Linked DNA regions of Mus musculus: all the other regions are linked to region 4. Evidence: chromatin contacts called from public promoter capture Hi-C data. All regions are on one chromosome and are shown on one strand. The core of a region is the stretch at or near the end of the contact, and the rest is flanking DNA. Distances in the headings are between cores, read along the strand shown. Region 1 holds the start of Tmem260 (transmembrane protein 260). Region 2 overlaps Ddhd1 (DDHD domain containing 1). Region 3 holds the start of Ero1a (endoplasmic reticulum oxidoreductase 1 alpha). Region 4 holds the start of Cgrrf1 (cell growth regulator with ring finger domain 1). Region 5 holds the start of Styx (serine/threonine/tyrosine interaction protein). Region 6 holds the start of Gnpnat1 (glucosamine-phosphate N-acetyltransferase 1). Region 7 holds the start of 4930527F14Rik (RIKEN cDNA 4930527F14 gene).

What was found. Promoter capture Hi-C pulls out the DNA fragments that hold promoters and counts their contacts.
Region 1: a promoter capture Hi-C map of pre-B cells shows a contact between it and region 4, with 4 times the contacts expected there. The contact joins the promoter of Tmem260 here to the promoter of Cgrrf1 in region 4. A contact is called at or near these places in 1 of 39 promoter capture datasets (pre-B cells), 1 of 484 Hi-C or Micro-C datasets (B cells) and 2 of 9 other capture datasets (adipose tissue and liver).
Region 2: a promoter capture Hi-C map of liver shows a contact between it and region 4, with 2.9 times the contacts expected there. The contact joins the enhancer-like site here to the promoter of Cgrrf1 in region 4. A contact is called at or near these places in 4 of 39 promoter capture datasets (the 3T3-L1 cell line, hippocampal neurons and liver), 1 of 115 datasets of contacts at active chromatin or transcription factors (forebrain) and 1 of 9 other capture datasets (pancreatic islet).
Region 3: a contact with region 4 is called in a promoter capture Hi-C map of pre-B cells. The contact joins the promoter of Ero1a here to the promoter of Cgrrf1 in region 4. A contact is called at or near these places in 7 of 39 promoter capture datasets (3T3-L1-derived adipocytes, cranial neural crest, frontonasal cranial neural crest and 4 more), 2 of 484 Hi-C or Micro-C datasets (B cells and CD4 T cells), 6 of 115 datasets of contacts at active chromatin or transcription factors (astrocytes, embryonic stem cells, extraembryonic endoderm stem cells and 3 more) and 1 of 9 other capture datasets (adipose tissue).
Region 5: a contact with region 4 is called in a promoter capture Hi-C map of liver, with 7 times the contacts expected there. The contact joins the promoter of Styx here to the promoter of Cgrrf1 in region 4. A contact is called at or near these places in 11 of 39 promoter capture datasets (the 3T3-L1 cell line, 3T3-L1-derived adipocytes, cranial neural crest and 6 more), 3 of 115 datasets of contacts at active chromatin or transcription factors (embryonic forebrain, embryonic limb bud and large pre-B cells) and 1 of 9 other capture datasets (liver).
Region 6: a promoter capture Hi-C map of pre-B cells shows a contact between it and region 4, with 8 times the contacts expected there. The contact joins the promoter of Gnpnat1 here to the promoter of Cgrrf1 in region 4. A contact is called at or near these places in 5 of 39 promoter capture datasets (cranial neural crest, hippocampal neurons, liver and 1 more), 2 of 484 Hi-C or Micro-C datasets (B cells and CD4 T cells), 2 of 115 datasets of contacts at active chromatin or transcription factors (the 230-238 cell line and cardiomyocytes) and 2 of 9 other capture datasets (adipose tissue and liver).
Region 7: a contact with region 4 is called in a promoter capture Hi-C map of liver, with 10 times the contacts expected there. The contact joins the promoter of 4930527F14Rik here to the promoter of Cgrrf1 in region 4. A contact is called at or near these places in 8 of 39 promoter capture datasets (the 3T3-L1 cell line, 3T3-L1-derived adipocytes, hippocampal neurons and 3 more).

The regions. Positions count from the first base shown.
Region 1 is chr14:48,444,914-48,447,637 of GRCm38.p6, reverse strand. Tmem260 (transmembrane protein 260) reads right to left here and starts at 1,286. Exons shown (of 16, transcript NM_172600.4): 1 at 1,035-1,286. The coding sequence starts at 1,182.
Region 2 is chr14:45,614,370-45,617,307 of GRCm38.p6, reverse strand. It overlaps Ddhd1 (DDHD domain containing 1), which reads left to right. Exons shown (of 14, transcript NM_001042719.2): 6 at 672-778. Among named protein-coding and RNA genes, the nearest start is that of Gm41145, 34 kb to the right of the region's middle. Within about 2 kb of position 1,292, at least 6 of the 459 cell types and tissues checked have an H3K27ac peak or open chromatin away from gene starts, as enhancers often do. A contact at or near this core is called in liver, where this site is marked.
Region 3 is chr14:45,317,108-45,319,859 of GRCm38.p6, reverse strand. Ero1a (endoplasmic reticulum oxidoreductase 1 alpha) reads left to right here and starts at 1,288. Exons shown (of 16, transcript NM_015774.3): 1 at 1,288-1,483. The coding sequence starts at 1,370.
Region 4 is chr14:46,830,624-46,833,573 of GRCm38.p6, reverse strand. Cgrrf1 (cell growth regulator with ring finger domain 1) reads right to left here and starts at 1,440. Exons shown (of 6, transcript NM_026832.4): 1 at 1,195-1,440. The coding sequence starts at 1,298.
Region 5 is chr14:45,349,905-45,352,604 of GRCm38.p6, reverse strand. Styx (serine/threonine/tyrosine interaction protein) reads right to left here and starts at 1,419. Exons shown (of 11, transcript NM_019637.3): 1 at 1,076-1,419. The coding sequence starts at 1,132.
Region 6 is chr14:45,387,445-45,390,161 of GRCm38.p6, reverse strand. It overlaps Gnpnat1 (glucosamine-phosphate N-acetyltransferase 1), which reads left to right and starts at 1,366. Exons shown (of 6, transcript NM_019425.2): 1 at 1,366-1,414.
Region 7 is chr14:45,542,301-45,545,192 of GRCm38.p6, reverse strand. 4930527F14Rik (RIKEN cDNA 4930527F14 gene) reads right to left here and starts at 1,483. Exons shown (of 7, transcript NR_045809.1): 1 at 1,404-1,483; 2 at 836-918. Gm41144 (a long non-coding RNA gene) reads left to right here and starts at 1,794. Exons shown (of 4, transcript XR_003951187.1): 1 at 1,794-1,808.

The DNA.
Region 1 (2,724 bases), core at 37-2,536, 1.6 Mb before region 4:
GGCATATCACTTCCAGGATTAGGTCTCAAAAATGACAGAGGTGACAGAATGCTCTCTTGCTTTTGACAGGAATCAGCTATTTTATGAAGAGAGCCACATGGGATATAGGGCTAGACTTAAGTTTGGAAGTAGATACTCCCTAAACAGGGTCCTGAGAAGTTGCAACCCTGGCCCCCACCTTGTCTTGTGTTAGTGAATCCGGCTAAACTGCACCTAGAGATACTGATCCACAGACAGATGATAAATGCTCCCCCCTGCAGCCACCAAATCCGGGTGAACTTGTCAGGTAGTGAAATTATAAACAGCTCATGGGCTCTTCAGGAAACGGTTTGACTGTTCCATTACAGAACCATTCTGAAAACACGGCTGATTATTATGAGAAATTATTGATCACTTTATCTGGCTGTAAAAACCAAACCAAACCAGGGACTTGTTTCTAGACTCAGATATGTGAAAAGTATGCCCTAGCTTAATCTGTGTGAAACCTGTCTTTCATTTTCACAGGAAGAGGGGTGCTTTCAGTTGCATTCCCTTTTATGAGTTCCCCTCTAAATTTTCTGCATGGCTGGTTCCTTAATATTCAGGTTCTAACTAATACACCTCCAAGGTAGCCTTTCCTGACCTTCTGAGGAATCTACTCATTACCACTCCAACCACATTCTCCCTTAGTGCCTCCGTAACTCACCACTACTTAAAATGTAGTTTATTTAATAACCCGTTGTGTCGTCTCTAAACACAGTAGAACGCTCCATGCTATTTGTTAACTACTGTCAATCTTTTTTTGTCTGTGACACTGTAAGGGCACGACAGGTGATACAGGTAACAACGATCCGGGCAAAGTGGACAGTGGTTAAATTTCATCGGCTGAGCAGCTCGAGAACACAGAGACCAAGATCCAGAACCGGAAAGAGAACTGGTTCTGGAATTCAGAACCGTGCACGGAGCTCCAGCGAGGGGACGCGGGGCCGGGACACCGAGGCGGCGGCACCCGGAGGCAGGGGGGCGGGGAGGAGGGCGGCCTGCGAGTACTTTACCCGAGTCTCCCCCAGGCAGCGAGCGGGGCAGCGTGAGGGTGAACACGGCAGCCACGGAGGCGAACACGGCCACGCTGCCGCGGAGGGCCCCGGAGCGCCACGGCCCCGCTCCGGCTGCCGGGCTCCCGCCGTCGCCATGGAGACCCATGGGCCCGGACGCGCGCAGCTCGCGGACCGTGACCCCTCGCAGCGGTGCGGACCTTCCCTGGCCGAGAGGCGCGCACAGCCCGCGCCGGCTTCCGGTCTAGCAGGGCCGAGCGCACCATACCTTCGCCCGCCAGGTCGGGGAGGAGGAGATGGCGGGCGCACTCCGGCACGGCTTAGGAGTCTTCTGGGGGTCACTGCGCGTGGTACTGTGTCTGCGTCAGTGTGCTTTGAAGTAACGAATCACAAGGGAGCATAATTCCCAACGACATCAATCATGGGCCAGGCCTACTCGCACTATGCAGTCTCTCTCCCCCTTTCCGCACTGACTTGGTCCGTTCCAAAAGAGACGGAAGTGGCGTGGATAACGGTGAGCCAGAAAGCGCTGCTCTGCCCCCTGTGGCGTGGGGTGGAACTGCATAAGAGAGCCCCCTAGAAACCCAACAAGGAAGGGTTCCAACCATGTAGTAAGCCACAAATACATTAATTGCTATTATATTTTTCAGTGGACTCATTGATCGCGGCTATGTATTTATAGAGCCTTGCCTCATTAAAATTAATGTAAATCCATATGCTAATTATTAATTCACTAATTTTAAGATATTAAAATGTGCTAATTAGCCTTTTTTTAACATGAGAACTCAGTAGGTGAGTTGAAATACTTGAGTTAACAAAATTAACTCTTCATGATAAGAGTGTCTCCTACTTAAATGAAGAAGAATGATTTTTGTTTTTTTGTTTTTTTTGCTCTAAAAGTGGAAAATGAAATCAAGAGCCCACATAAATAATGCAAATGGAATGTAGAAAGAGATGGGAGCTACTAGACAATACACAGCACACTGCTGAGAATTGAATCTAGGGCCTCATGCAGGCTAGGCTAGTAAACATTTTAAGCTTGCAGTTTGCATTATTTTAGCAATTATTCAGTCTGGGAAGGGAGCGGGCAACCTCCTTAGAATCTGTGTCAGAATACACGGGAAATGGGCAACATTCACAAATGTGCTATTTGCAGTCTGACAGGAACACTGTGTCCAGGCTGTGAAGTTGATAGGCAGTAATTGTGCCCACCTATCTTAGTCTTTTCCTGGTGTTTATAAAATGCTTTATCATCTGAGCTCCTGGGACACAGGGGTTGGGCAGTGTACTTTCCTTATTGCATGAGAAAACACTATGACCAGTGAAACTTATAGAAGAAGCAGTTTATTTGGGAGAGATTTTCATGGCTGGGAGACATGGTAGCAAGTTCTCCATTGACGTCCATTGAGGAAAATGCTTTTCTTGGTAGCAAGAGATCATGAGAAATACACCTTTCAACTAGACAGCTTGTCCAGGATTATCTTGTATGTATGTGTGTTCATATGTGACAATGTGTGTGTGTGGTGGGGAGGGGAGTTGTCCAAGTCTGTACATGTAGAGACCAGAGGTCAATTTTGGATGTCTTCAACTATAGCTGCCCACCTTGGGTTTTTTTGTTGTTGTTGTTGTTAGTGGTGGTGGTGTTTTTGTTTTTTGTTTTTGACTTGGTTTTGTTTCATTTGGGTTCTTT
Region 2 (2,938 bases), core at 43-2,542, 1.2 Mb after region 4:
GAGGAATGATTCTGCAAGATGGCGTCCTGTGGATGTAATAGGGAAGACCACCACTAGACATGCTAACATGGATGGCGGAAAACTCATGAGGGCCGGTCAGTCACTAGAGGAGGAGCTACCGGCAAGTAACTACTTCAGAGGGAGGGAAAGTTAGTCATCTTCAGACGAGCTCCCGAATTGTTATCCAGTAACACATGGGCAGACCTGAAGCTATATACACAGAAGCAACACTAAACAGACCTAGCAGGTTATATTTATACAGTGTGTGTGTGTTCAATAATTTGAGAGGGAACAGGAGAGGCGAGTACTGGGATATGAGATGCTGGAGGGAGGAGAGGAAGAAAGAAAAGAATTGATCTAATTATATCTCAGTTAGATAGTCCATGACTGGGTGGTGGGTGGAGGTGAGCACAGCATGGACACACTCCCTGTGCTCTCACATCCCCCATGAGCCGTGCCATCTAGAATGTTCTGTACCCAGGAGCAGCTCAAGTCCTGTGACAGACAGGAAAGTAACTGAGGCAAAGCAGTGCTGAGTTGCAGCTCAGCTCAGTCGCAGGCAGCGGCAGGCAATGGGGACAGGTGGCCATGTGAGGTATTTCAACATGTGTGCGAGGTTATGCCCAGAGTTTGTCTTATGTTTACTTGTTTGCTTTATTTTTTTTTTTTAGGATGAGAGAGGCTGCAAGGAAAATGGAAGAAAAGCATTTTTCCAACCATGCAACACATGTTGAATTTCTGCCTGTTGAATGGCGATCAAAGCTTACTCTTGATGGAGGTATATTTTGTTTGAAATTGAATGAATTTAGCCAGTGACAAAACTTTTCTGGAATAAATATACAGATTTTAAAAATTATTTTTATTAAGAATAAAATCCTAGCCAGGTGTGGTGGCATATGCTTTTAATCCCAACATTTGGCCAGTAATACAGGATCTCTGTGAGTTCAAGGCTAGCGTGGTTTATCTAACCAGTTCCAGACCAGCTGGACGTACACACCATGAACAGATCTTTTCTGTCTTAGGGTATATTTCACTTTTTGTTCCAGATTATTCAAGAACATATTTGAGGGGAAAAATGTTTTTAAAATTACTAGCATTGACTTGTGTCTTTGGACTGCCATGCAGACCTCATAGATCACACTGTGTGTGTGTGTGTGTGTGTGTGTGTGTCCTTTGTGATTGGGAGGAGATGTAGGTCTCTCTGATACCAGCACACACTTTCCCCACATTGCTACACATGCACACTCCCCACTCCTTTCCCAGGCACTGGTTTTGTTTTAAACAGTCTGACCTTTGTAGCCCAGATGGCCTTGAACTCACAGCCTTCCAGCCTTTGCCTCTTGAGCCCTGAGTTCTGGGTGTTACCTACTGGTGATAGTTGGAAGGCACTGAGATAACTGGAGGAAGTCAGCCAGAAAGATCCTGTTCTTTCTGCTTCCAATCTTGTAGCAGTGGGAGGGCAGAACTGCAGGGGCAGAGAAGAAGCCAGGGACGGCCAGAACTTACGGAAGGAAAGGCAGACCATGGAAGTCCTGGTCACAGCATGGCTACAAAAAATTGTACAAGTATTAAATTCATAATCAGCTTTACTCTGCATGAATCTCAAAATTAAAGCATGCTATGGCAAATCCCAGTGTACTAACTAGTCGTAAAAGGATAAAAACAATGATTTCTATGCTGCTTACTGTCTCTGCACATAGTAACGCATGAAGAAGGGATGACAGGGATGAAGAATTCAAAGCACCAGTTCTGGCTCACAGGTCACTGCTATCTGCTCAGAATACACACGCACACATCACAGAAAAATCACTAGAACCGATCAACTTAGCAAGGTCATGACATAGAGGATTTATGTGCAAAAATAAGTGCTTTTCTGTAGACCAGCAAGAAATAAAAATAACATCAAAAATGCAGTACACCAAGGAATAACTTAAATATCCAACTTTTATATAAAATGTATAACTTTCAATGACGTAATTTTAGCTTAATTTTATACATTTAAATATTAAAGTACAAGTACTATTAAAATATAGAAAATTTAAATACAAAGTTGATTTTCCTCATTAAATGGTCGAATATTCTAGAGATGCTAACTCTCAAATTGGTCTGTAGATTTTTCACAGAACTTAGTAAGCTGACTGTGAAATGACTGTAGAACAGAGGGCCCAAAATAGCCAAGAACTGAGTCAGGGAGTCATGTCCTCCTCGGTGGCTGGAGCGATTTAACTTTTGAAGTTGAAACACTTTAATGTCAGGACAAAGCTAGGCAGATAAAGCAGGGCTGCAGCACGAGCCTCACACATTCCTGTGCTGATGCTGGAGCCTGATCACAGCAGAGCCGTGCAGAGCAGCCCTGCAGCCCAGGGCTGAAGCTGGTTATCCTGTGGGGCAAATGCTTAAAAGAGAGAAAGATGCCTGTTTTATACATCAGCTGGACCAAAGCTTTCAACAGTTTAGAAAAACATTTGGGAGACTAGCTCAGAGCACATAGAGAGTCTTAGTCTTTTATCGTGGTGCCTTCTGGTCCTTACTGTGTTGTGCTAAAACTACAGAATAAATACAGACTAAACAATCTGGGCAGTGCAGCGACTGAGGCCTAAGACTCTGTCCCCCTTCCATACTTTGTCCCATTTTCAAAGCCCATAGCAGGTTCGTTCGCCTTTGTTTGTATATGGGATCTGGCAGTGCATGCCCATAGAGTCCTTGGGTCACCAGGGATAGATAAATAGGAAGCATAAGAAAGGTTTTGTTTGCTGCTGGTTTTCAGCAGTGCCAGCATGCCATGCCAGATGGGCATGGTCAGGCTCAAGGTAAATAGATCCCCAAAAGTTAATAATGGCCCCCATCCTTCCACGTTCCTTTCCTTTCTGTGTCGCTCTTTGTTGCCTTTTGCTTTTTAGTTTTTGGTTTTGTTTGGTTTCGTCTTAGATATTTTGCA
Region 3 (2,752 bases), core at 39-2,538, 1.5 Mb after region 4:
AGACTGGTTGTGGTGGCAACAGGTGTTTAATCTCAGGTCTAGGGAGGCAGAGGTGAATTGATTTCTGCCTGTTCGAGGCCAGCGTGGTCCACAGTGTAAGTTCCAGACCAGTCAGGAATACACAGTGAGACCCTTCATCAAAATAAAAATGCACTACCCCAAGCTAAACGAGACAACGAAGCCAAGAAAACTGACGACATTGTCAGTTTTATGGAGCCGATGCACCTGTGTACTTCCAAGGCCAAGCTCGGCATTGCAAAGTGAATTGAATGGAAACTTGCTTTTAATCTGGAACAGTGTGAAAAGAACACCAGCAAAAACACCTGTAACAGAGACACTATGATCTGGTTCTAGAAAAGGTAAGTATGAGCTGGAATATAGCTATCGTGAAGACAATATTAGCTTATAAGGCCATATTATCTTACTCTGTGTACAGTGCATGCTATAGATAACAGGCTAAGCAAGGCTTCTCACTGCCTGACTCCAGTTCTTAGCAACAGCTTTCCCCATTTCCACTTATGAAACGAGAGATTGAATAGTCTTTACCACATTGCTCTCTAGCTTGTGAAATATGCCTAATTCGCATAAAATACAGCAAAAAAGGAGTCAATTTTTTATGAACAAATCGGGACTACACATTGAGCTAATATCTTCTCTATGCTAGTTTAATAAAAACATGTTTTTATTATTATATTTAAACATTTATTTATAAAATAGAGCCTAACTCTATAGGGCAGGAAGTATGTAGCTCAAGCTGTCTTTGACATTGAGCAATCCTCTTGCCACAGTCTCTGGAGTGTTGGATTATAGGTGTAAGCCGCGGTGCACAGCCCTTTGGAAACCAATTTCACCTGTTCCCTTTGTAGGATGTAGGAAGGGAAAAACTAGAAAGCCACTGAATCGTGTGTACGGCCGTGCTCCCCGAGATGAACTCCAACATCCTTTTAAAAGGCTTAGGCAGCCAGAGCACGGCGGACACGTAACCCAGGCTCGGGATTTCCTAGTGTTGAGAAAGGATGGGCTGGCTGGCGTGAGCTCCGGGGCGGGGCGGGCAGGACGGCGCAGGCCCCGGGCAGTGTGGCTCGGGGGATACCCCGACCCCGGAAGGACCGCGTCTTTGCGCCGGACGAGCTGCAGGCCAGGTGTACCGGAGGCGGGTGCGTGAGCGGGGCGCGCAGGAAGGCGGCCGCCCGAGGCTCGCGTGGACAGAGGCGCGCGCCGCTGCACGTCCGCAGGGGAGGCGGGAGCGCGGAGGGCGCAGGGCGGAGCGCGGGGCGGGGCCGGCGCAGGCTACTTCAGCGGGCGCGCGGCCTGCGCCGGGGAGCCAAGCACGGCGGCGCGGGTAGAGGGCGGTGGGCGGCGAGCGGCGATGGGCCGCGCCTGGGGCTTGCTCGTTGGACTCCTGGGCGTCGTGTGGCTGCTGCGCTTGGGCCACGGCGAGGAGCGGCGGCCGGAGACAGCGGCACAGCGCTGCTTCTGCCAGGTGAGGCGCGCGGGCGGCCCAGGGGCTGCGCATCTCCGGGCGCCGGCGATCCTGATGCGCGGCCCGCACCGCGTTCCCGATCGCCCCGGGACGGGGCACCCTTCGATGGGCGTGGGCGCCTGGCCAGCTTGTCACACTGCTTCCTTGCATCCTGCCTTGGCTGCTCCGTGTCCACAGGACCGGGGGTTCTGAATGGACCCGGCACCTGGGCACCTCGTGCGAGCGGTGCCGGGGACGTCCCCAGCCTTTCTGTTCCCGATATGGACTCTTGGGGAGACTAGTTGTTCTTTAGGTCTTGTCGTTGTCAAGAGGTTGAATGACCTTGAGGGGCTCTTTGGGTGGCCTGATCTAACTGCCTGGTGTCTTTGCGGCTGTTGTTGTCCTGTGACTTCTCGGCCTGTGTATGGTGCACCTTGCCCCTGAAGCTTATTCTCGTATACTGACACTTCCTTTGCGGAATCCGAGGTAGGCCCTAGCTCTTCTGTATTCAAGTTTGATTATGAGCTGTGATTATTTACTTCTGTAGGAGATGTGGGTTCCGTGAGCAAAACATTCAAAGAATTTTATTTTCTTAGTGTAGCCTGTAAATTTTGTATGAGGCCGTTTAGGCTAGGCGCATTGAAATAACTGTGAATTTCATTTTGCTGTCTTAAGGAAATGCTAACAGCTTGGAAATACCCAGAAGTATCATATTCAGTCGATGTGCTAGTCTCTTAGTGCTTTCTTGTAAAGCCTGGAAGAACTCTCGAATATTAGCGGTTCCCCAGACTTTCTTCTGTTTAAAAGTGTATTAGATCATTTTATTACTGAGATACTTAATATGTAAATTGTATTGTTAAACAGACGTTCACGACCACACCTGGCGCTGGCCAGCACCCTTTCCCCCTCGACTTGTTCATTACTGTTCTTTACGATGTTTAAAATACAGGTTTGTTTTGTGGGTATGTATATTGTACCTGTGAATGTACGCATTGTAGGGGGTGCTTTTAGTCCACAGCTTGCAGGAACCTCTCCCCAACCACCACATGGGACACCGGGATCCACCTCGGGTCCTCAGGCAAATGACCAAGCATTGGCTTTCTTATAGCCCTATAAGCAGTGGCTCTTCTTATAGCCACCTTTTTGGTGGACTTCGATTTCTGAAATTACATCTATAAAAAAATGGAGGGATAGACAGCCAGGTCACTCGTGGGTCTTATTATTTGTGATCAGAAATACGTGTATGCTGCATATGATACTGTAAGATAAGCACTCGAGTGTCAGGAAGAA
Region 4 (2,950 bases), core at 191-2,690:
CAGCAATTAAAACCTGAAAGGTTAATAGTAAATAACACGGAGTGATCCACGTATGGTGGCACACCCCTATATTCCCAGCACTTGGGATGCTGAAACAGGACTGCAATCATACTATGCTACAGGGAAACCACCTGTCTTAAAGAGAAAACAACTTAAGACTGGACTTCATCTTATCTTGTCCACAACATGGGAGTTTTACGCTGTAACTCGGGGTCAAGTGGAAATATTAACATGTTCTTTTTTTCCAAAAGGAGATCCTATTATCAGAAACGGACCGGGACCTGTTAAAGTCTTTAAAGTAACGATGAATATGTAATCAAGTGGTATTTTTGAGCTTGATTTACAAAGCCCGCTTCAGTCTCAAACCTGTTTGCTTTGTTCTTCTTGCAAATGCATTCCCGTTCTCACATAGTTTTCAGAGAACTCGTTCCCCAACTGTAACAGCTCATGTCCTTTTCTGTACGGTCCACTTCCAGCCATGGTTCTTGCTCATTTAGAGCCACTGTTCAATACATTTGGGTTCACCATCTTTTCAAGGGGCTATGAAAGCTGCAGTCTAGAGAGCAACCGCTGTAGGCTAGTCCCGTGGTTTCAACCAGCTGTGTTTTATAAGCCTAAACATGATAAAACTGCATCTCCTCAAGAGGGATACCGGAGACTCAACACTGAAAGAATTGTTCCTGGGTTATGTAACTCTCCTAGAAGCAAAATGCCTCCACCCCACAGAATAACTTATTCCTAAAATCTCGCTCCTTTCTAAAAACGTCTTATTAACTAAAGATCACTTCCAAAAAAATAGACTGCATCAAGAAGCCATTCAATTAGCAATCGGTAGATACAGAATTCGGGTAAAAGTTCCTCTGAAAGATCTGGGACCAAGCAAGGGTCAGTTCGGGTCATAAACAGCCAAGCTCCTTTGGGTCAGGTCTGCGCGCCTGCGGGGCCGGTGACCGGTCCCCGCTAGGCACAAAGTAGGCCGGGGCCCGGGACAAAGCCTTCGGGACACGCACTCTGACCCCCGCACCAGGACCAAGTTCTCCCCTGCGGTCCCATCCCACGGGGGCAGCAGCCTGGCCTGGGCCGAGTGTGTTCGGTGGCGGTGACCGCTCTCCCGGAGTCACCCGAACCCTCTGCGCGGACCCCACACCGGGCCGGCGGTCCCCGCGCCCTCCACTCCCAGCCCTGGACACTCACCATCCTAATACCAGGCCGGTGGTGACGATGAAGCAGGTGAAGACCACCGCTATGTAGAAGAGCGGCGAGTATTCATAGAGCGTTACCAGGAACACTGCGGCCATCGGGGTCTCCTGGGCTCAGCCCAGCCCAGCCCGGCTGGCCCGGACCCGAGCCGGTATGGCGCCCCGGAGCGGACAAACTTTGTAGGTCCTCACTCGCCCAGGCTTCTGGGCAGCTGACAGCCGCGGCCACTGGAGACGGAATGCCAATCACAAGGTTGATAGCAGGTATGCCACGCCCCTCCCTCGTCTGGTCCCGACTACTGGCTACGTAACAGGGAGGGACCAGCTCCGCCCTGCCCTGCGCCCAGGATTGGTGGCCTGAGAGAATTCCGCCAGCCGGGCTCTGTTCTCAAATTCCTAACTGACATCTGGGGCCAAAATTTAAGTTAATGCAGATCCTCAGATACACGAGGTATCCTGGAAACCCTGCAAACCCTAGACAAATTTGGGAATGGGACAAGGGCCGGCATCGGCGCGACGGAATGGTCTACGAAAGGAATGGTCTCGATTTGCGGATTGTCGCGGAAAACCCGAAAAGAGGTCACTACCGCGAGCGATTTTTTGTAACCTTATCAACCTTTGCAAAGTAAGTTTATTCAAAGGAAAATCGGCATACGTACTCCCTCGGCCCTCTTTTTTCTTCTCCAATTAGAATTAGCCAGATCTTTGAAGGTTTTAGTAACTAATTTTTGTTTGTTTATTAGGAGATCTTAGTACAGGAAGTAGCTTAATGTCTGCTTCCTTTCCTCACTCTTGTCATCAGTGCCTCAAAGAAGCCTCCCGGAAGTTTCTCCTAAAACCACTTTTATATTTCTTTTACTTAAGCCCTAATGTGATCCCTAGTTACAGCATAAACAGGAGAAACACCTCCCATCACAAATCCGATCCTGTTACTGAGGAAGAAGGGGAGAGTGGACATTAGGACGCTTAAGGAAAGGTTTCATGCCATGCTCTCAAGTCACCAGGAAATGTGTGCTTCAAAAAGAAGAGTTAGCTTCGTCCAGTGACCTTGACCAAATAGCCTTGTGTTTTCTGGAGTACTGCTATTTAAGCTTGTTTCTATGTAAATTTTCTCATTAGTAGATATTGAATTGTAAAAGTATGTTTATTTAAGCTATGCTTGGTTGTTGGAATGTTTTTTACTACCACATCAAGCACTGCAGTGAGTATCCATAAAGCTAATTTACTTACTTAGGCTAAATCATGGAGGTAGGACTTTATGTATATTTAATTTTTTTTAGAGACTAGAGTCTAGAAATACTGTGTTAGATGCAATCACACCATTGCAGGTAGCCAATCTGAAGGCAATTTTATTACAGTAAAACGAAAAGGGATGTTTATCGTGAAACAAAAACATAAGTTGCAGGTAAAGTAACATTAAATACATAGGAATGACTTTGTCCCCACTCAACCCCCACTGAACCTACAGTAAAGAGATGTAAGATGTAAGCCAACAAGATGGCTAAAGGCACTTGCTACCAGGCCTGACAACCTAACTGGAACCTTCTGGAACCACGTGGTAAAAGGAGAATACAGTTGTCTTCAGACCTCTGCAAGCATGGGCCATAGTAAATATAATGTAATGAAAGAAAAGTAAACATTTCCCAAAGTGTAAAGAAGAGAGGAAGCAAGAAAAGAAAAAAAATAAATAAAGTAATGCTTTGGAAGATACAAATCAGAAAAGAACAATTCACCAATCCAGACACGAGAGC
Region 5 (2,700 bases), core at 170-2,669, 1.5 Mb after region 4:
GCTACAAAGAAACCCTTTCTCAAAAACCCACCATCACAACAAAACAAATACAAAAAAGTGATCTGAATCAAATGAAGACATTCAATAGAATTGAGCATTTGGTATAAAGTCTCCATCTCATCTGTAACTGAGACTGGTCTCAAATTTGCTATAGAACCAAGGCTACAGTGACCCCTCCTTTCTCCTTCCACCTCCCAAGTAGAGGGGTTACAAGTGTGCCAGCCAAGAGTAGTCCCAAATACCTTTAAAACACTGAGAGATTAAGGGGTGTACACCTTCAATCCCAGCATTTGGGGTACAGAAGCAGGTGGATCTCTTTGGGTTTCAGGCCAGCCTCGTCTAGTGAGTTCCAGGACAGCCAGGACTTATATCAAACACACAAGCAAAACTCTAGAATCCTTTTTTGATCCTATTAAGTGTCACAGGTAAGAATCCTTGTCACTAATTTTAGCCTCTGGCAAACTCTAACTTAACAGTTTCTGGTACCATAAAATATTTGCAACAGATGTTAGGTAAAGAAAAAAATCAAGGTGGGGTGAAAAGAACCCTTAAATCATAAATTGGGAGAATTTTGCTCTCGATAGTACAGGCAAGATTTGTTACTAAAAATTTTCAAATTCAAAGAAGCTTAGCTTTTCTACTCCCCCCCCCCCCCCGCCCCACGCTAGTCATCGTTTTTTGTGGGTTTTTTGGTAGTGGTGGTGGTTGGTTTTTGACTTGAGTACTATTAGAGGGGTGCAATTCCAGAGTTCACGCCTCCGATCTATTCCACACGTGGGGCTGGCTATGTGTCCCGCATGTGAATCTAACATCAAGCTCAGATTAAAAACAACTCCACAGCGTGTTGCTCTGGTAAGGAAGAGTCTGTGTTCACGAAAAGCCTCAACGCCGAGGCGAGTGGTCAAGAGTACTCTCCGGGTTGGCTCCTCCGATAGGGTCCCGCGGGAGGAGGACCTCACTGACGCCCCTTCACGCCCAAGGGGAAAGGGAAGAGTCTGGGACAGTTGGGCCAGAGGCGCTGCTTGGCCGGAGACCCGGGGGCTGCCCGCGGCAGGGCGGGCCGCCGGGCACTCACCTCGGCGTCGTCTTTGCACTGCGGGAGCGAGGGGAACTCCAGTTTCACGTCCTCCATGGTCCCAGGGCCCCGGTGGGTGGGCGCGGTGCGCCCGGCCGCCCTCCGGGCTGGCAGAGGCGACAAGGGAAGGAGGGCGGGCGGGCGGGCGAGCGGTGGGGGGGCTGACGCGCGGCAGGCTCACAGCAAGCACTCGCGGACCACAGGATCCAAGCGGCTGCGACAGGAAGGCGGAGGGCAGGGCGGTGCGCTGCCGGCCGCCATGCTGCGGCCGTGTCCCTCCCGCAGGTCTCCGCGCCCCTCAGAGAGCCGGGATCCGACCCAGGCACGAGCCCATAACCGTCTCCTCCCGCCCCAGCCCACGCGGCCCAGCCAATCCCAGCCCACGCTCGCCGACGGCCCGCCCCCGCCGCCAGGTGTCAGCGCGCCTCCGCCCCGCCCGTCCGCGAGCGCGCAGACGCGGGGGGAGGAGCTTCCCGCAGGGCGGAGCTGCGGCCGTAGGGGAGGAGCGGTCGGGGCCAAGGCCTTCCCAAATGGGATGGGAGTCCGTCCCTTCAAAGTGTCCTCCACACTCAGAGGAATGCTGCTCGATCCAATCCGTGGGGGAAGTCATAACCAAACAGGAAGAGTTCAGCTTAAATTCATGTTAGACTACGAAAAAAACAAAAACAAAAAACCCCGAGATACCCATCATCTTTAAACAAAGTAGAAAGTGGCCTCTTAGGTATACTCCGGAGTGTTAACAACTCAAATTATCCAGAAAATTTCAAGAAAATGATTCTTAAAAAAAGTCATCAGAAATGTAAATGATAGTTTACTTACTAAATTGTATTCGGTACTCTTTAAGATTTCTCCGAGCCTATTTTTCAACATAAAAGATGATTGTGTGAGGAGCTGGCGTTAGAGTTAATAATTTTTGAAGAATATACCTTCTTCAGGGTCTCGCTATGTACACCAGGCTGGTCCTCAAATTTACAAGAGTTCTGAGATGAAATGATTAAAGGCCTGGTTTGAACTTCTGAACCACCTTTGGTCTCACTGAAGGAATCACTGAAGGCTGCAAAGTGTGTAACTAAGACTATCACTACTTTTCACTGTATTTTAACACTACTTCCTAGAGACCTCAGGACTGTCATTATCAAAAAAAAAAAAAAAAAAAATCCTTTAAAGTGGAAGGACCGCGTGTTTAACTTGGATTTCCTCTTAACTCTTTTCATGTTGTCATATATGTAATGCATGTTCAATATACAGGATAGCTGTTCAAAAATTAGGTGGCTAATTAGATGGTCTATGCTCTCTAGTGTTACATAAACTATTATCCAGCTTTAAGAATTACAAAAGGCACAGAATACCCTGCTAGTAATTTTTAATTAAAAAATAATCCAATGGCAAGTATTGTGGTAAATGCCTTTAATTCCACCACTCAGGAGAGGCAAGAAAATGTCTGTGAGTTGAGACTGGCCTAACCCACACAGTAAGTGTCCCAGGCCAGCCAGGGGTACATAGTGAGACCTTGTCTCAAAAAGAAAGGGGAAGCTGGGCAGTGGTGGCATACCCTTTTAATTCCAGCACTTGGGAGGCAGAGGCAGGCAGATTTCTGAGTTCGAGGCCAGCCTGGTCTACAGAGT
Region 6 (2,717 bases), core at 117-2,616, 1.4 Mb after region 4:
TGCTGCAAGTTTTAAAATAAGCAAAATAATGTAGTAAGACATTAAAAAACAAATATTTTGGCTGGCGGGATGGCTCAGTGGGTAAGAGCACCCGACTGCTCTTCCAAAGGTCCAGAGTTCAAATCCCAGCAACCACATGGTGGCTCACAACCATCTGTAACAAGAACTGACTCCCTCTTCTGGTGTGTCTGAGGACAGCTACAGTGTACTTACATATAATAAATAAATCTTTAAAAAAAACAAATATTTTAATGAGTTCAGAGATGGAAGTGGTATACGTCTTGGTATATTCAAGACATTTCTTCCTCCTCCCCTATCTATCTATCTATCTATCTATCTATCTATCTATCTATCTATCTAGTGACAGCATTTCTCTACATATTCGGGGCTGTATTTGATCTAATTGTGTAGAACTGTCTTGAACTCACAGAGATGCACAAAGCCTCTGGTCTCTAGTGCTGGAATTAAAGGCATGCACCAAGTACTACACACACACACACACACACACACACACACACTCGCTGTGTGTGTGTGTGTGTGAATGTATGTATGTATGTATGTATATCTCCAAATCTCTGCTTCCTCACTTGTCAGATGACACTAAATGACACTTAAGAGAGAGACACTGGAGGTAGGAACCTTCCCAGGACTGAGATTACAGAACAAGCACAGTATTTGCTGTATACTGTAAGATGCTTTCAGGGCCCTGGCCTCTACCCCACTCTTCACTGCCTGGAGAACGTAGCCACTTCTTGCCCAGAGTAAGCTGAAATGTTCCGGGTGTCATAGGAAGCAAAGGGCTGCAGTGGAAAGCTCAAGAGAGCTCAAGGGTGAGTGGTTCCAGCTCAGTTTCTAGAAGACAGAAGCCCAGCCTTGTCTCAGACATTTGACAATCAGGAGATGTAATCACCAGTCCTGTTAATGGACTGCATGCAAGTGAGGGAGGGGGACGATGGGACTGACAGGGTAGGAGCCTTAGGGCTCGGAGAATGAAAGGAACCCACACCGGTCATCGCGGTAGGCTGCTTATACTCCTATGGCTTTATTTTCAGATAAGGTGTGAGAGCGACGGTGGTACTCTCGTGCAGTGAGCGAAAGGCAAGTCTGGAAGGTAAACTGATGACGCAAGCTTTGCCCCTGGTCTTTGCCCCACGCCCCGCCCCGCCCCGCCCCGCCTCGCCTCCGGAGCCCAGGAGTGGTGTGCGTGGCCGTGCCTCCGCGTGCGCAGCGGTGCGTGAGGGCGGGGCAGGGCAGAGGCGTTGGTCCGGCCACGTTTGGCCTGGCGGTTCCGGCTGCGGCGCGTGGGGGCGCACGGGGGGCGGGGCTGGAGCTGCAGCCGGATCCGGATGCGGCGGCGCTTTGACCCGCAGGGAGACTGACGCGCCGGGACTGGAGCGTGGTCCGCTCCAGTGCGGTGAGGCGGCCTGGGGCTGGGACGCGAGGGCTGGCGGGCTTGGGACCGCAGAGGCTGAGACGCCCTGCCCGGGAGCCGGGCGGCAAAGCTTGATGCCCGGCAGTCTGGCCGGGCAGGGTCTTGGAGGGCCTAGGAGTGTCCGTGGCGTGGGAATGGGGGACGGTCCTCACCTTTTCTGCCGCCGTCCCTATGAAAGGGCGCGAACCCTCGGTTCCCTTTTACGGGTGTAGCGGTCAGAGCCGCTGAAGACAAGCACCGGCTCTGAAGAGCCCCAGCTGCGCAGACTGTATGAAACCTGGGGTGGGGGAACCTAGAACTTGAACCTCTAGAAACACCAACTGTGTGGTTTCTATTATGTGTTAGAGCTAATGTTTATGTAAGGCAAGCATAAAATTTGTTCCTGTAAAAAAATAAATGGGGGTTTGTTTGGGATTAATTAATCCAAGAGTAGGTCTCAGGAAATGGATTCATTAAGGTAGGAATTGTATGATTCAAACAGATTCCATGATGCAAAGATTGTCATCTGTTGACTTTCCTGCAGTAATGCTCTATGGGAAAATGAGAGGATCCTCATTCCAGGCCACTCATTTGTTGATGAGTGTTAACTAACCTTAGGGCTAGTCTTGGAAACTCGGTGCTCCCAACTGTGCAACTAGACTTGGGGCTAATCAGATCGTGTAGATTAAGTACACTAACGGGAAAGACTTCTTGCTTCATGAAATACTACCTTTCATGAAGATACTCGGAGCTGTCTACTTATCTGTCTGTCTACCTGTAACCTATCACAGCGAGTTTGATTTGGCTGCAGATCATGTTTAGAAATGTGTGAATCCTGGTCTTCAATCTTCCTACTTGTTGCTCCGCTGTTTTTCAGGAAGCAGCCGCTCCCCATCTATATCCAGACTCATTCAGAGGCTGGGAAACCAAACTTGAAGTTGGGTGTATGTCTTTTGTCTTCTCACTTGTGGCCATGTGGCAATCTTTTTTTCTACATGACTTTCTGAAATGTGATTTCTAGATAATACCTTACGTCATTCATTATTCATTGACTAGAGGTTCACTGGACTAGGGCTTAGGCAATACTCAAGCATTGTAAACAAATGCTAATTTAGAAGTTAAACCCTACTGGGTAGAGGGGGAGGGGCTTTTAGTTAGAGTTTACAACCAAACTTAGAGAGGAAGTTAGGTGGTGACCTTTAAGTGCTACAGAATGAAGGCTTCTTGTAGTTTTGTTTTGATAAAACAGCCTGTGTAGCAGGGGCTAGCCTTGAACTTGGGTGGGGGGGGGAGTAGTAGAGAGGGG
Region 7 (2,892 bases), core at 234-2,733, 1.3 Mb after region 4:
TGCCAGCTTATGTCAATGAGTGATTACTGCTATGAGTATCCTATTTCCAGAAAGCTGGTCAATTTCAAGGTTGATTGCATGGCCCCAGTTCCAGCAACTGCACTCTGGTTTGGTCAGGTCAAACAAGGGCTTGCCATAAACATTGCTTCACCACCTCAAACTTGTTCCCGTATTTCCTCCGATGGGAAGTAAGTACCTATGTCCAGCCTCTGTAATGCCACTTTACAACTTGCTTTCCTGGTAAGGTACTTTCTGTGACCCCCCCCCCCCTCCTCGTGCCTGGGATAAAAGTCTTCCTTCCTTCCTTTTTTTTTTTTTAAGATTTATTTATTTATTATATGTAAGTACACTGTAGCTGTCTTCAGACACTCCAGAAGAGGGAGTCAGATCTTGTTACAGATGGTTGTGAGCCACCATGTGGTTGCTGGGATTTGAACTTCAGACCTTCGGAAGAGCAGTCGGGTGCTCTTACCCACTGAGCCATCTCACCAGCCCCCTTCCTTTTTTTTAAAATACCAATTATAGTGGCTTTTAGGCAATTCGTGATTACTCTATTAACTATGTCTGTGGGGTAGGGAAGAAGTTGATTCAATAGTGCCAAAATGGTGGTAAGGAGATAGAGATATGAGGGCATAGACAGAGCCATAAATGTCTCTGGGAAGTTTGACTGGGAAGGAGAGGATGGCTGCAAGGAATGGGAAAGGGCGGGGCATTCTGAGCCATCCTCCCCTCTTCCCCCTCTTCCCCCCCCACCCCGCTTCCCCCTCTTCCCCCCCCCCCCCGCTTCCCCCTCTTCCCCCTCCCCTCCCCCTCCCCCCTCTCCCCTACCCCAGACCTGGCCCAAGAGGGAGGGAGGAGCTGAGCATAGTACATGCTGTGAGGGAAGGATCACCATGTCCAGAAGAGACTCGGGAGTCCCTGAAAAAGAGTCCAGAGTTCACAAATAGAGACCAGGAGGGCACGGGATGCAGCTCCAGGTGGACCAGCTTCTAATGGAGATCTGGGTGCCTCTGCACTGCAATCCTCTTAGGGGCTTGAAAGAGAGTTGGTAGAGCAAGGCAAGCGGGCTACTTCCTGAAGGCTTCGGCTTCAGTGAAGCACAGAAGTCATTCGAGGAGAAGCATTTAGGCTGTGTGGACAGGGGGCCAAGGTTGACTACTGAAGGGCAGTGAGGGGAGGGGTTACAGACCCATACCTATGAGGACATTAAGGCAGTACACAGCTTGTTTACAGCACAACATCAGAAGCAGCACATTATTGAATATTCATGTGGCTGGAGAAATGCATCAATATTTATCTGTGATGTTTATGTTCTTGGATCTAATGGCCCTCTAAGAGAGTTTAAGTTTCTTGGAAGCATAGACCCAAGGCAAGGTACACAGCCGGGGGGTTCTTTTACTTACCCTCTTTCGATCTTTTATTCATGCAGTAAATATTTATGGAGTATTAGCCATGTGCTGGGCACTGTACTCAGTTGGAGTGTGGCTATGAAGAGCCGTGCCTGTGGGATAGAGGGAGATGCCTTTCTTCTAGGAGCTCAGATTCTGGGTTCAGAGGTGAGCAAACAAACAAAGGCATGGTGACTGCATGGTCGTCTAGGACAACAGAAGCAGGTGGGGAAACACAAGGTGAACAGACAGGAAGGACCTGCGGCTCCTACTGAGTGTGCTGCCGTAGAGCCTTCCAGAGCTGACTCACACATAGCCAGAGAGGATCCAGGAAAGCCTGCAGGCAAAGGGATGGTGTGTGGTAAGACAGAAAGGCAAGGAAGCTTGCGCGATGTGACACAGACAGCAAGAGATCAGGAGGTCAGTTCAGGCTGGATCACGTGAGGCTTTTCAATGATGGCTGTCATCTGAAGCACGCAGAAGGCGGTTACTGTGAGAGTTACGGATTGGGAGGATTGTTCTGGGGACTGGGTAGGAAGTAAACTGGAGGGACATTGGAGAAAGCACATTGGAGGCTACTGAGTGCACGATCTCGATGAGATGACCTGACCATAGCTTAAACTATAGAGGGACGGTGGGGATGGAAAATGGAGGCTCAATTTGTAATCTACTCCAGACACAGACTAGCAGAACTCAGCGTTAAGTGGGTCACTGTAGAAGGGCAGAAAACGAAAGCAGAAGACCAAGCTTGCCTCCTCATTTTTAAGTTACACAACAGAGTCGAAGGTACCATTTGATGATACGAATGATACAGACATTGGTGAAGAAGTCCAGAGTCTCACCCTGAACAGAGCACTCTGAAATGTTTCCCGTGGGTCTGAGATTCTGCAGCATCAAGAGCGGGTCTAGACAAGAAACCTGGGGCTCAGCAGAATGGCCATCTTCAGCCTCTAAACAAGAAAATCATCTAGAGAGAGAATTTTAAAGAAGAAGATGGCACAAAAAAAAGAACCTGGAGCTGGGTATGGTGATGAGCACACCTTTAATCCCAGCACTTGAGAGGCAGAGGCAGGAGGATCTTTCTGAGTTTGAGGCCAGCCTAGTCTGCTGCCTACACCAAGGTGGAGGTACCGGGTGATATGAGAAACAGTTTGAGTGGGATGGTCAAAGCAATTGTCAAAGGTGAAAGCCTTCTATTGTAACCCCTTGTAGTTCTTAGCTAAGACTATAAAGACTATCAGAAGCAAAAAGCAGGATTATTAACACCACACTTAGTGAGCATCACACAGAAGCCTCCTGAAACACCTCCAGGCAGAGCCTCAGAGCTCTGGCTTATACAACAACTTCCAGCAAGATCAAGAAATTAGAGTGGGGTGGTGGCATATACTTGTAATGCCAGCCTGCAGACATAGGAGGATAGCGTGTGTTACCCAAGGGACAAAGGCAGAAGGGTTTTGAGTTAGAGACCAGCTACATAGACAGATCTTTTCTAAACAAACAAACA